Regions from separate parts of the Rattus norvegicus genome. Here region 2 is linked to region 1. The links are chromatin contacts, called in public Hi-C maps. All regions are on one chromosome and are shown on one strand. The core of a region is the stretch at or near the end of the contact, and the rest is flanking DNA. Distances in the headings are between cores, read along the strand shown. Region 1 overlaps Erc1 (ELKS/RAB6-interacting/CAST family member 1). Region 2 overlaps Ninj2 (ninjurin 2).

Evidence for each region. Hi-C and Micro-C count contacts between places; a contact is called where the count stands out from the background.
Region 2: a contact with region 1 is called in a Hi-C map of psoas muscle, with 3 times the contacts expected there. The contact joins two enhancer-like sites. A contact is called at or near these places in 5 of 12 Hi-C or Micro-C datasets (the A7r5 cell line, the Rat2 cell line, Schwann cells and 2 more).

Annotation. Positions count from the first base shown.
Region 1 is chr4:154,671,075-154,676,892 of GRCr8, reverse strand. The region is part of intron 2 of Erc1 (ELKS/RAB6-interacting/CAST family member 1); the gene reads left to right. Among named protein-coding and RNA genes, the nearest start is that of Erc1, 54 kb to the left of the region's middle. Within about 2 kb of position 3,717, at least 1 of the 93 cell types and tissues checked has an H3K27ac peak or open chromatin away from gene starts, as enhancers often do.
Region 2 is chr4:155,069,419-155,075,236 of GRCr8, reverse strand. All of the region lies in intron 1 of Ninj2 (ninjurin 2), which reads right to left. Among named protein-coding and RNA genes, the nearest start is that of Trnaa-agc80, 69 kb to the left of the region's middle. Within about 2 kb of position 3,431, at least 40 of the 93 cell types and tissues checked have an H3K27ac peak or open chromatin away from gene starts, as enhancers often do.

The sequences.
Region 1 (5,818 bases), core at 2,468-4,967:
AAGACAAAGCTATTTCCTTATATAGGTACAACTTTTCATATAAATAAAATATTTAGTGTTAAAAATATCCTTGAATTTCATGTTTTATATATAAGTGTATAAAATTGGTATATCTGAAAAGTATCCATAGTATTGGTATTTACAGATTACTGAAATAGGAATATGTTCATTATACATTAGAGGGAGCATGTAATATGTGTGTGTGTGTGTGTGTGTGTGTGTGTGTGTGTGTGTGTGTGTGTGTGTGTATACACCTTGGAAGTGGTATAGCTTAATTATAGCGTCATTTTAAAGCACACACTGTGGATCCAGTAAGCTTAGAGCTACTGACCCAAGGAATGGAGAGAAATCTCTAATCTGTACATTGAAGATAATGCTTGGTCATGAAGAGGATATGGGAATTAAATAAATTAAGGTTCATGGAACATTTAGAATCAGGGATTATGTGTAGCAAGTACTAGTTCTTTGTTTTTGGCTTTTCACTGTGGTCTTTCTTGTAAATTTAATATTGATTCAGAAACCCAGAAAGATCTATTTGAGTGTGTTTTCTCAGTGTAGGATTATTGATTAAAATTTTCTTGTTAATACTTTTTATCATGTAATGAATGTGAATTTGTCATATAATAAAAACATAATGAAGACTAAGATTAAATCTGTACATTTATATGTCATTAAAAGATAAAATACAGGATTATTCACTTGGAATTCAAAAAATATTTGAATGCTATTGAGTGAGCTAAAATACTTCTGTTTAGAATTGTAAACATGATGGGTGGGAGTAACTTTATGGAATCTCTTTCATATTCTTTTACAGTACCCCTACAAATCATGTAGTATAAATATTAAATTTACATTTATTGGCTGTTTGTTCTGTTTAAAAGTAATTGTTTTTTTGTGGAAACTTTTAATCATTAAGAAAGTTTTAAGTTTCCTGCTCTTGTGTAATACTTGTTATATGTCTATCTTAGGATTTCGTTTCAGTCTGGAACTAGATAGAAGGTAGAACAAATCTATTCCTCTTTCCAGAATAATAGAGTGTTTATGAAATAGATATTTAGTTGCCCAAAAAGTTGCTGGTGGGACTGGACCACTTGGCTTCAGGCTAGCTTCTGCAGTACTAATGAGAAATGTACCCCTGTGAACTCAGAGTGGTTGGGGTTCCTGCAGCCCGATCCCTCGCAGCATATGTCCTGGCTAGTGAAGACCTCTTTCTTCCTGTCACCCGGGTCCATGCTAGTCTTCCATGCTCTTGTTTAACTGGTGGTCTGGATCACCTCCTGTGCTATTGCCACTAGGCTATGTAGGAATTTGTGAGTTTTCACTTACATTGGGAAAGAACGAGTCATAGTGGATGTATTGTTTTTGATTTATGTGTCTGAATATTTTTGCATGTGCTTGCGTATATATACTATGTGCATGCCTAGTGCCTGTGGAAGTCAGCAAAGGGTGTCAGATCTCCTGGAACTGTAGTAAGGGATGGTTGTGAGCCCCCATGTGGTTCTAGAAACTAGACCTATGTCCTCTGCAAGAGCAGCATGCGCTTTAACTGCCGAGCCGTCCATTTCTTCAGTCCCTGATCTTAAGTTTAAGTTCAATGTCAGCGATGTAGTGAGTTGGAGGTCAACCTGGAATACTTGAGACCCTGAAAAATTAGGACAACGCAAATAGCAAATATTGCAACTTTTTTTATTGGATTTTTATTTTATCTATTTACATTTCAAATGTTATCCCTTTTCCTGGTTTCCTGTCCAGAGCCCCCCTATCCCATCCCTCCCTCCTTTCCCTTCTTCTATGAGGGTGTTCCCCCACCCATCTACCCATCCCTTCCTGTCTCCAACCTTAATGTATTGGAACTTGGATATTTTGTTTGTTTCTGAGACAGAATCTTACCATGTAGTTCTGCTTGGCTTAGAATTCACAGTGATCTTCCTGTCTCTGTCTATTGAGGCTGGAACTGAAGCTTCTAGATGGTATTGTTTACTTGAAAGGCTCTGTAATCACACTTTTAAAAAACAGTTATATAAAATAATTAAAATGTGGCCAGATGGTGGCACATGCTTTTAATCTCAGCACTTTGGAGGCAGGCGGATCTCTGAGTTCAAGATCAGTCTACAGAGTGAGTCCACAGCAGCCAAGGCTACACAGAGAAACTCTGGAAATGACAGCAGCAACAACAATAAAAACAAACAAAAGCTTATTTAAAATAAAAGTTGAGCTTTTTTTTTTTTTTTTAACTTGGAAGAGAAGCTCTTGGGATGTATACTTTAATTGGGGTATAAACTAAGTGCTTTTGATTATAACCCAGATAAAAATCAAAGCTTGCTTTGTGATATTAACTAATGCCTGCTGCTCTTTATGGGAGGTGTACTGCATTATTTTAAGTTTTACTCTGCTTTACTGAAAAAAGGTGACTCAACTCCTAAATTGTTTTTGCAGCACATTTTATAATAGGTGAGCTTAAAAGTCAGTAATTTATAATATAGGTGTTTTTTCAATTACATAGTAGCTATCAGTGTCTATAAAATTTTACTTTTGGAAAGCTAGGAATATGGGAGGTGATACTCTCAATATATATAATTTTATAACCGGACAGTAATAAAAAACCATTGCCGTAGAAGATTGGTTAGACAGTCCCAGGTCATTGTGGCTACTCCTGCAGGTACTGAAAACACTTAGGAAACATTGAGTGGAAGCGTCTTTTGCTGAACTGAGACAGCACTGAGGAATGTGTCCTGAGACAGGAAGAGGAGTGGTCGTCCTGGAAGCAGTATGCAGTGTTATTTTCTTAGGTGAGGAGGAGAGTTTTCTTGATACCTGTTTCCTCTTTTGTTTGTATTGTTTTGAGGTAGGGTTTCTCTGTATAGCCCTGGCTCCTGAAACTCTATATGTAGTCTAGGCTAGCTCCGAACTTGGAAAGATCTCCCTTCCTCTCCCTTCCTAGAGCGGCGATCACAGCTATGAAGCCATGCTTTGTGCCGCTGTTGTTGTTTGTAACGGAGCAGCCAAGCAGTGGCTTCTTCACTTTCTGAGGTGGTTATTCTACCTTTGCTTTCTGTAGATCTTTTGTCTGGAAAAATTGCTCAGGAGTCCACAGAATTCTGCTTTAGTGACAGTTTTCTCTTTACCATAGCTATGCATGAACTAATGTTATTACAGAAACAAATTTGAGAGTAAAAACAATTGTTTCTTTTGGAGTTTGTCTCTTTTGTTGTATTTTCATCTTAGTCACTGGTTCTTAGAGTAATTGCCATAGCTGGTATGTCAGTTTGACATTTTGATTTCAAAGATCCTATTATAATCTTGCTGTAAATGTCAAACAGTTCCTCAGTGATAGACAGAAGCTCCCTCTGATGCTTGGTTAGAACGGAAGATGGTTTTAGAGTCCTAGTTATTTTGTCCATGTGTAGAGCTTAACATTTACATTGCCGAATGGAGCTTTTATTTATTGATTTCAGGTTATTGGCTAAGTTTTGCCCTGTGCTGACTTTGAATTTGATTATATCCTTGAGATAGAACAGGAAAGCAAATTTTAAAGCAGGATGATTTTACATGCAAGAGCAACCAACACTATTACTTAATGGCTTGTACATGCTCCATATTAGCATATGTCTCAGTGGTCAGCAACTTTCTTAGTGTTCTAGTGGAACTTAACATAGTAGGCTCACAGCTTGGGAAGGCAAAGCCAAAATGAGCAGTCAACGCATAACAGAGTGGAGAAAGATTTATTACCTGCAGCGGGCCAGTGGGACTGGGGAGTTATTTTCAGAGAAGTGCCGTCCTGCAGCAAAGGAAGCACATGATTTTATTCTAGATTGTAAATATTCATATGGGTGCTGGCTCCTACATATGTTCAGTTAGGGGTTCATCCCTGAGCATGTTCAGTGCAAGGTCACGCAGCACGTGTTTATAAGACTAAAGTGGTAGACAAGAGTGCTCTCAACTTGTTCTCCAAAGTTTTAGCTGAAAACAGCTCAAAGTCCAGTTCGAGGGTGTGTCGATACAAGAGTTTGCTTCTGACAGGGTCTGCCTTGCTTACTGGCCAGCACTAGTGACAGGAAACACATTTGGCTTATGGAATGTTCACTTAGTTGTAACGGATGTGTCTTGACCAGAGAGCAGCTTGATTACTGAGGAATTGATTTTGAAGTCTTCAGAAGGGTGTGTCCTTCAAGATCACTGAGAAGGATATTGATCTCTGCTTGTTAGAGGAACACTGTATCTAGCTTTCTTTGTTTTATAAGCACAATTGTGTCAGGAAGCAGCCCTTGTATTTAGCAGTGTTTTTCCATTTACGGAGTCAGGGTTGGGGATTTAGCTCAGTGGTAGAGCGCTCGCCTAGCAACCGCAAGGCCCTGGGTTCGGTCCCCAGCTCCGAAAAAAAGAAAAAAAAAAAAAAAGAAATCCATTTACGGAGTCGATAATACAGTAACGAATAGAACATTTCTCCTTCTTGTAAAGTAATATATACATAGAATATAGAAATGTCTAACTCTAATATTCTCTGATGCAGATGTGTGTATATGTGTATGAGATCATGAGTGTGCACACACACAGTACACAGTGTACACACACGTGCACACACATAGTACACACACAGTGTACACACATAGTACACACACAGTGTACACACATAGTACACACACATAGTACACACACAGTGTACACACACAGTACACACAGTGTACACACACAGTATACACACAGTGTACACACACAGTACACACACAGTACACACACACAGTGTACACACAGTGTACACACACAGTACACACACACACACACACATACACACACACACACACACGCACACATTCTGTAATGCAGGGATCCAGCAGGGCATTAGGTATGCTAAGCAGGTGCTCTGCCTCTGAGTTGCCTTCTCACGCAGCACATCCTTTTATATTAATAAAATAAAACAAAACAAGAATAGCAGGGAGTTGGTGAGATTGTTTTATCAGTTAAAAATGTATTGCTTTTGCAAGGGACCTGAGTTGAGTTCCCAGTACCCAGGTTAGTGGCTAATAGCCCTCTGTAACTCTAGCTCCAGGGGAGCCAATGCTTCAGGCTTCTGTGGGCACCAACGCTTGTGTGCACACATAGACACACAGACGTCATGGTGCTATACCTTTAGCCACCTTCTATTGTTGATATTAATATTTTTCTTATGAAATACTACTGTGACTGTCTTGGTTAGTGTATTTTGTATCTCTATATTTTTCTATAACAGTTAATTGTTAAAAAGTTAAATGTATTTGACAAAGATGACCCAAAGGAATTAGAGAGCCAGTCTTATTACATTCATTGTGTATTCTTTAAAACTTTAACATCTATAAGACCTTTAGTTTGTAATGAGAAAAAAGTTATGAAAACGAGCCTCTAAGTTGTTTTGTTAACTGCCATGTATTTAGAAGGAGAAATGGCATGTTTAAAATAGTTTTTGCTTCCTTAAGGTGTTAGAACTGTGCTTATAAAACAAAAGGGGTTGGGCTAGGGTGTGTCTCAGTTGTGGAGTGTTTGCCTATCGTGTACAAGGCTCTGGGTTTCATATGCACAGCACTTCAGGGAGTGGGGGAGTCCATGCGCCTGTATGGATGGGCACAGGTTCAGTGGTCCTTCTAGCCCCAGTTGCTTTCATTCAGCCTCCTCAATTTTGAATCCTTGAGAAAAATTAGATCCCAGTTCCATAGAAATCTACTTTATGGAATGAATTACTCTGTTTCTTTTGTGTGTCTTGATGTCCTTTCACCTCTCCTTCTCTTCATCTTCTTTCCCTCTTCTTCCTCACCCTTCCCTTCTCCTCTTTCCCTTCCTTTTAGTT
Region 2 (5,818 bases), core at 2,182-4,681, 400 kb before region 1:
CGGGTTTAAGTGAGAGACTGTCTCAAAGTGAAGAGTGATTGTGGAAAACACCCAGCTTTGAACCCTGACTTCCACAAGGATGCACATCCCTTCATCCACACAATTTTAATAAAGCTATACAAATATGTTTTACTTGAACATTTGGGTGGCCCTGAGTGAAAATAGAACATTTATCCCTTCCCTGAGCTATGTGAGAACAGAGAGTGGCATTGTTTGAAGTCGTGGCCTAGGGGTTAAAATAGCACCCTACTTGAAGCTGTTAGAAGTCCTGAGGTGAGGGAGGGCCTCTCAGAACCCCTGAGCTAACCACCACCTTGGATTGCTGGCTTCTGTTTTCAGGGAATGAGGAGGAAGACTTTGTTTCTTCCCCACAGTAGGCTCCTCTCTCCCTTCCTGTGCTGTGATCTTCTAGTGACAAGATTAGCTTTGTAGCTATGGCTGACAACATTGTATCAATAACTAAAACCGCTAGAAGCCTACTGGGGAAGGACCGGGGAAACTCCAAGGCTGTGAGGCTGTCCCCAGAGCTGTTTCAAAGCTAAGTCCTTGACAAACGAGAGGATGTCAAACTGTAAAGCACCGTGAAATTGATGTTTACAGAACGATAAAGTCGATTTGAGCCCCCAGAACTAAAAAATGAACATGAAAAACAAACTCCAGAGGTGGGGGTATGCTTACAGCTGTTAAGAGCACTTGCTGCTCTGGCAGAAGACACAGGTTTGGTACACAGCCTACACAGCTGGCTCACAGTCACCTCTCACTTCAGATCCAGGGGATCTAGTACTCTCCCCCAGACTCCCTGGGAACCTTTAGCACATGGCACACTTTTTTTTTTTTTTTTAAGATTTACTTATTTACTTAATGTATATGAGTACACTGTCGCTGTCTTCAGACGCACCAGAAGAGGGCATCAGATCCCATTACAGATGGTTGGGAGCCACCATGTGGTTGTTGGGAATTGAACTCAGGACCTCTGGGAGAGCAGTCAAGTGCTCTTAACCACTGAGCCATCTCTCTAGCCAAGCACATGGCACACATATACTTACACGCAGACAGACAGACCACACAGTCACATTATATATAAAACACATGTGTGTGTTATATGTGTGTTATTTATTTATTTATTTATTTAGACAGGGTGTACAGCCTCCACTAATTTGGAACTAGCTACATAGGCCTCAAACTCACAGAAATCAGCCTGCTTCTGCCTCTGGGGTGCTGAGATTGAAGGCATGGGCCACCATGTTCTGCTAATCTTAAAAGTAAGCAAACAAACAAACCCCAACGTCCTAGAGAGAAAAGAAAAAGTTCAAAGTCCCCACTCTGCTATGTAAGTTTGAGACCACTCTGGACTTATACATCCTGCCTCCTCATGAATCAGACTAGGGTTCAGAGCCTAGAGAATGATGGGAAAGAGAGCTATAGACCTAGAAGGTGTTCCTGTCTTTCTCTGAGCTTTTCCCCCTCACTAGATTTTTCTAGGGCCTGTCTTGCAGCTTGTGCTGAGGCCAAGGAGGTGGTGACAGAGTGTGTGTGTGTGTGTGAGTGTGTGTGTGTGTGTGTGTGTGTGTGTGTGTGTGTGTGTGTGTGTCTGTGCCTGTTGGACCTTGGAAGTCACACCACTTAACCCACAGACTTTAGAAATGACTTCCAAGTAAGTGTCTGTGAGGTCAGATTAGTTAAAAACCAAGGCTCTCCCAGCTAACCCCACAAAGGCCAATAGTTACATGGGACACAAGGACTCATTTGACAAAGGACTGCTCTGAGTCACTCTAAGAACACCAATGATAACATTTTCCTATGGGCTGCCCCTCCCACCCCCAACACACCAGGCCGCCCACCCTCTGTGAGCTGTTTTCCATCCCCTCTCAAGCCCCTCACCATCCTTCAGGACCTTGCTTCTCCTTCCAGAAGCAGCTGAGACTGGTCCACCTCTAAAAACTTTCAGGGGAGCAGTGAGCCTTAATTCAAACCTCTGGCCAGGTGTTTAACATTGACTGTCGGTGGGCCTAGGAAGATTAACGAGTACTGGAAGGGGTGAGAAGCTGGGAAACAGATCCTTCCAAATAGATATTAAAAAAAAGTGTTGGGGTTGGGGATTTAGCTCAGTGGTAGAGCGCTTGCCTAGCAAGCGCAAGGCCCTGGGTTCGGTCCCCAGCTCCGAAAAAAAGAAAAGAAAAAAAAGTGTTATAATCTCAATTTTAGTCTCTCTCATGTTTGCCTATGTGTGTATCTGTGTGTGTGTGTGTGTGTGTGTGTGTGTGTGTGTGTGTGTGTGTGTTACCAGGCTTTCACACATGCACACCATGCATTCTGCCACTGGGCTCCACCTCCAGCCTCTCTACCTTTTCTTGCTGTTGCTTTAAGAGCCCGTTTTACAGAGGATGTGGGTTTAGAAGGTGTAGGCCTCTCTGAACTCAGGTCTTGCTTTCATTTTGCGCTTAGCTGAGCTTCTCTCCTGAAGGCCAGTTTTCCTGCGTCCACAGGGTGGCGTATGAGGTTCAAAGAAGCTGCTTGGATACTCAGTGATATTTCAGCCCCTAGGAAGTGCCCCACCACCACATGGCAGGACAGAATTGTGGAACCTGAAGACCTGAGTCTGAGCACACAGGTGGATGGCCTAGAACCTGCCAGACACAACTGTTAAGGGACAGCTAAAGAAAGCAGTGCTAGCTGAACCTGGTGGTATTGCCAGAAATATCAACGTACGGGAGACTGAGACAGGAGAATTTTGAATTTAAGGCCATTCTTGGCCACACAGAATGATACCAAAACAAAGCAAAGAAACAGGAAGCTGGGTCAGAGAGGGATGACGAAGGGATCTCCAGGCCGGGAAGGCTATAGACCTGCAACGTGGGAGGAAGGTGTCTCAGTGGGAGGTGCTGTGAGACTCTGGAGGAAATTGCTTTGAAGAGGGTCCCCTCTTTGGATCTTTGCAAGTGAGAAAAAGATTCCCTACCCCCTACCATCTCTATCTCCCAAACTCTCCACCCCCAAGACCTGCTGGGCCTGAGGATGGAATCAGCTGTTCTCCTAAACCCATGCTTCTCAACCTTCCCAATGCCTTGACCCTTTAACACAAGTTGTTCATATCGTGATGATCCCCAACCATAAAGTAATTTTCAGTGCTACTTATGGCTGCCATTTTTGCTATTGTTGTGAATCATAATGTAGATATCTATGTTTTCCAATAGAGGGGTCTCAACTCTCAGATTGAGAACCACGTACTGCCCTAAAGTCTGCCCTATAGCATCCTTCTCCCTAGCCACAAGCCTACTAGAAACTCCACCCATCAGGGATCTGGCTAAGTGAGGGACATGGGATGGCGGCAGGGTGGTGCCTTGGAAGATCTGGCCCTTTAAGGCCAGAGCCCTGGCGGGTCAGAACAAAGGCCCGGGAATGTGGGCTGGATCAGGGAGCAGAGCCATTTAGCATGAGTCATTCCTGTTTCAGGGAGTCAGAATCCTACTTGCCTTGGCCTTTCCCATGGGCCAAGGGACAGCATCCAGGGCCTGTCTACAAAGCTTGTACCAGGTAGCTGGAAGCTCCTAGCCAGCTCAAATCCCTCTAGGGAGGAGGTTCATGAGCTTGGGCTCCTGGCTTTGGGGCTCAGTTCTACCCAGAATGTGGGTGCTCAGTTCTATATCTATACAACAGGAGGAAAACTCAGGCCTCTGGAGGAGTTGAGCTGTGGGGAGGCAGAGTGAGTCTTCTTCCCTAGAAGTAAAAGCAGAATCCAAGATTGTGAGATCTATCTCACAATGGTCATCTCTCAGAGTCTTACTCAGGGCCTACTCTCCTTCGTTCTATACACTCACTCAATAACAGAGGGACACTGAGTCCAAGGCTGGGGTCCAGGAATCCTGCCAGTCAGGGATGCCTAGGAACCTGAAGGCAGCTGTAGTTGGTGTGAGCTGAGGGGGGTGATGCCAAGGGAATAGGGGGTAATGCCAGAAGTCCATTCTGGGGCCCAGAGTGCCTCCAGGACTAAAGCATGTACGTTTTATGATTGGGGTGCTTAGGTAGGGGTCGACCCCTACCTAATCAAAGACCCAATTCCCTCCTCTTGCCTCACCTCCCCCATTCCAATTTACAATTCCTTTAGCCCCCTTGCCAGGCCCCACCCAACCCCAAGACTGGGGATTCCATCCCTTCAAGTTAGCTCTTTAATTTAGTCCATCTTTGTTGTCTGTAATTTCACTTCTTTACACAATTCAAGTGAACAGGAAGGGACTGACTGGCTCTTTCAACAGAAAAGTAAACACATTGTCACGTTGTCTATTGACATTCTGGTTATCAGGGACCGTGATGTCCACCAGCTCATTCTGCTTTTTCTTAGAAATGAGATTACAGGGATGCTGTCTCATGGTGTGAGTGTGTGTGTGTGTGTGTGTGTGTGTGTGTGTGTGTGTCGTGGAAGTTGGATAAAATTGTTCTATCAAGAGGCTCCAAAAGACCCAGAGCCCAGCTGAAGGTGGAGACCTGGTCCCTTGCCTGATCTGTCAAGCTGGTGTGTAAGCAGGCCAGCTCTCCCTACCCTGTCCATGTCTGTGCAAGTTCGGAGCTGAGTTCTTTTTAGCAGAGACATCTAAGAATGAGGAGTCGCCCTCCTCTGGGTGGAGCATCTCAGGCTTGAGAATATCCGCTGAGAGGAATTAAGGCCAGGCAGCTGTGGGGCCAGGCCAGGCTAGAGACAGTGAATCACTTTGCCCCATGCAGCCCCAGGCACTGGTGACCTTTGGATGAGTCACTCCTGTCAATTTTGAGAAAAGCCATGCAGGCAGTCCTTCTGTGTGTCAGCTCAAACCCAGGCTATACACAGAGTAGGTCAAATGATGACCTTTCAGTTGGCCTCAGAGAAGTAGTCTACCTAGGAATTCCAAGAGCATCTGGAAAATTGGTGGTGAGTCCCAGGCTTCCGGAGGCTGATTTCTCACCCCAGGAAAGGGTGGGTCCAGCCTAGAGTGGTTGTTTAAATGTTAACCTCAGGAAAACTATTCTACTAATGGGTTTTAAGTAGGGGTTGGGATGTTCAGCTGCCCTATCAGAGTCCAGCTTGGGAAGGTGATGGACTTGCCCCACTCTGTTGCATACATGCCTACACTGGAACCATGGAGGCCCAATATACTGTGTGGCCGTGTAGCTCCGACATGCTGGAGTCATGTAGGCCCAATATATCGTGTGGTTATGTAGTTCCGACATGCTGGAACCATGTAGCTCATGGCTATGGAGGACATTTCTGGCATCTGGCACAGCGTTAAATACAGGACATGAGTCAGCTTAGTCCTCACTTAGCCCTGCAAAGTAGATGAGAGCATTACCATTGCAGCAGAATGCAAAGAGCCTGAGGAACTCACCCAAAACCACAGCAGAGTGTGTCCTTCTTTCTGTATTGGAGTCTGTATGTTAACCCCTCCCCTACCCCAGAAGCTAAAACATGCTTAGGATCCAATGATGAACATATGAACAACACATGGTGGGATCCCAGCACTCAGGAGGCCGAGACAGGAGGAAGGCAAGGACAACCTGGGAAAGAAACAAAACGAAGAACCCTAAAGATGACTACTGTGAGATGAAGGAAGGCAATCTGATAGTCTAGCCCTCAGCCCCAAGGAAGCTTGCTCCAGACTTTCCTGAATCTTCCGGGCCTGTGTCCCCAACCCCTGCACTGCTATGGGCAGAGACCTGAATTTGACTCCAAGGCAAACCTCAGATTCAAAATGTTAAAAGGGAACAGAAGCATCTGGGAGAACTGGTCGACCTCAGCTTCTTCTGCTGTGAGATGAGAACATCTGCCCCGCTTGTTGTGTGTAGCTGG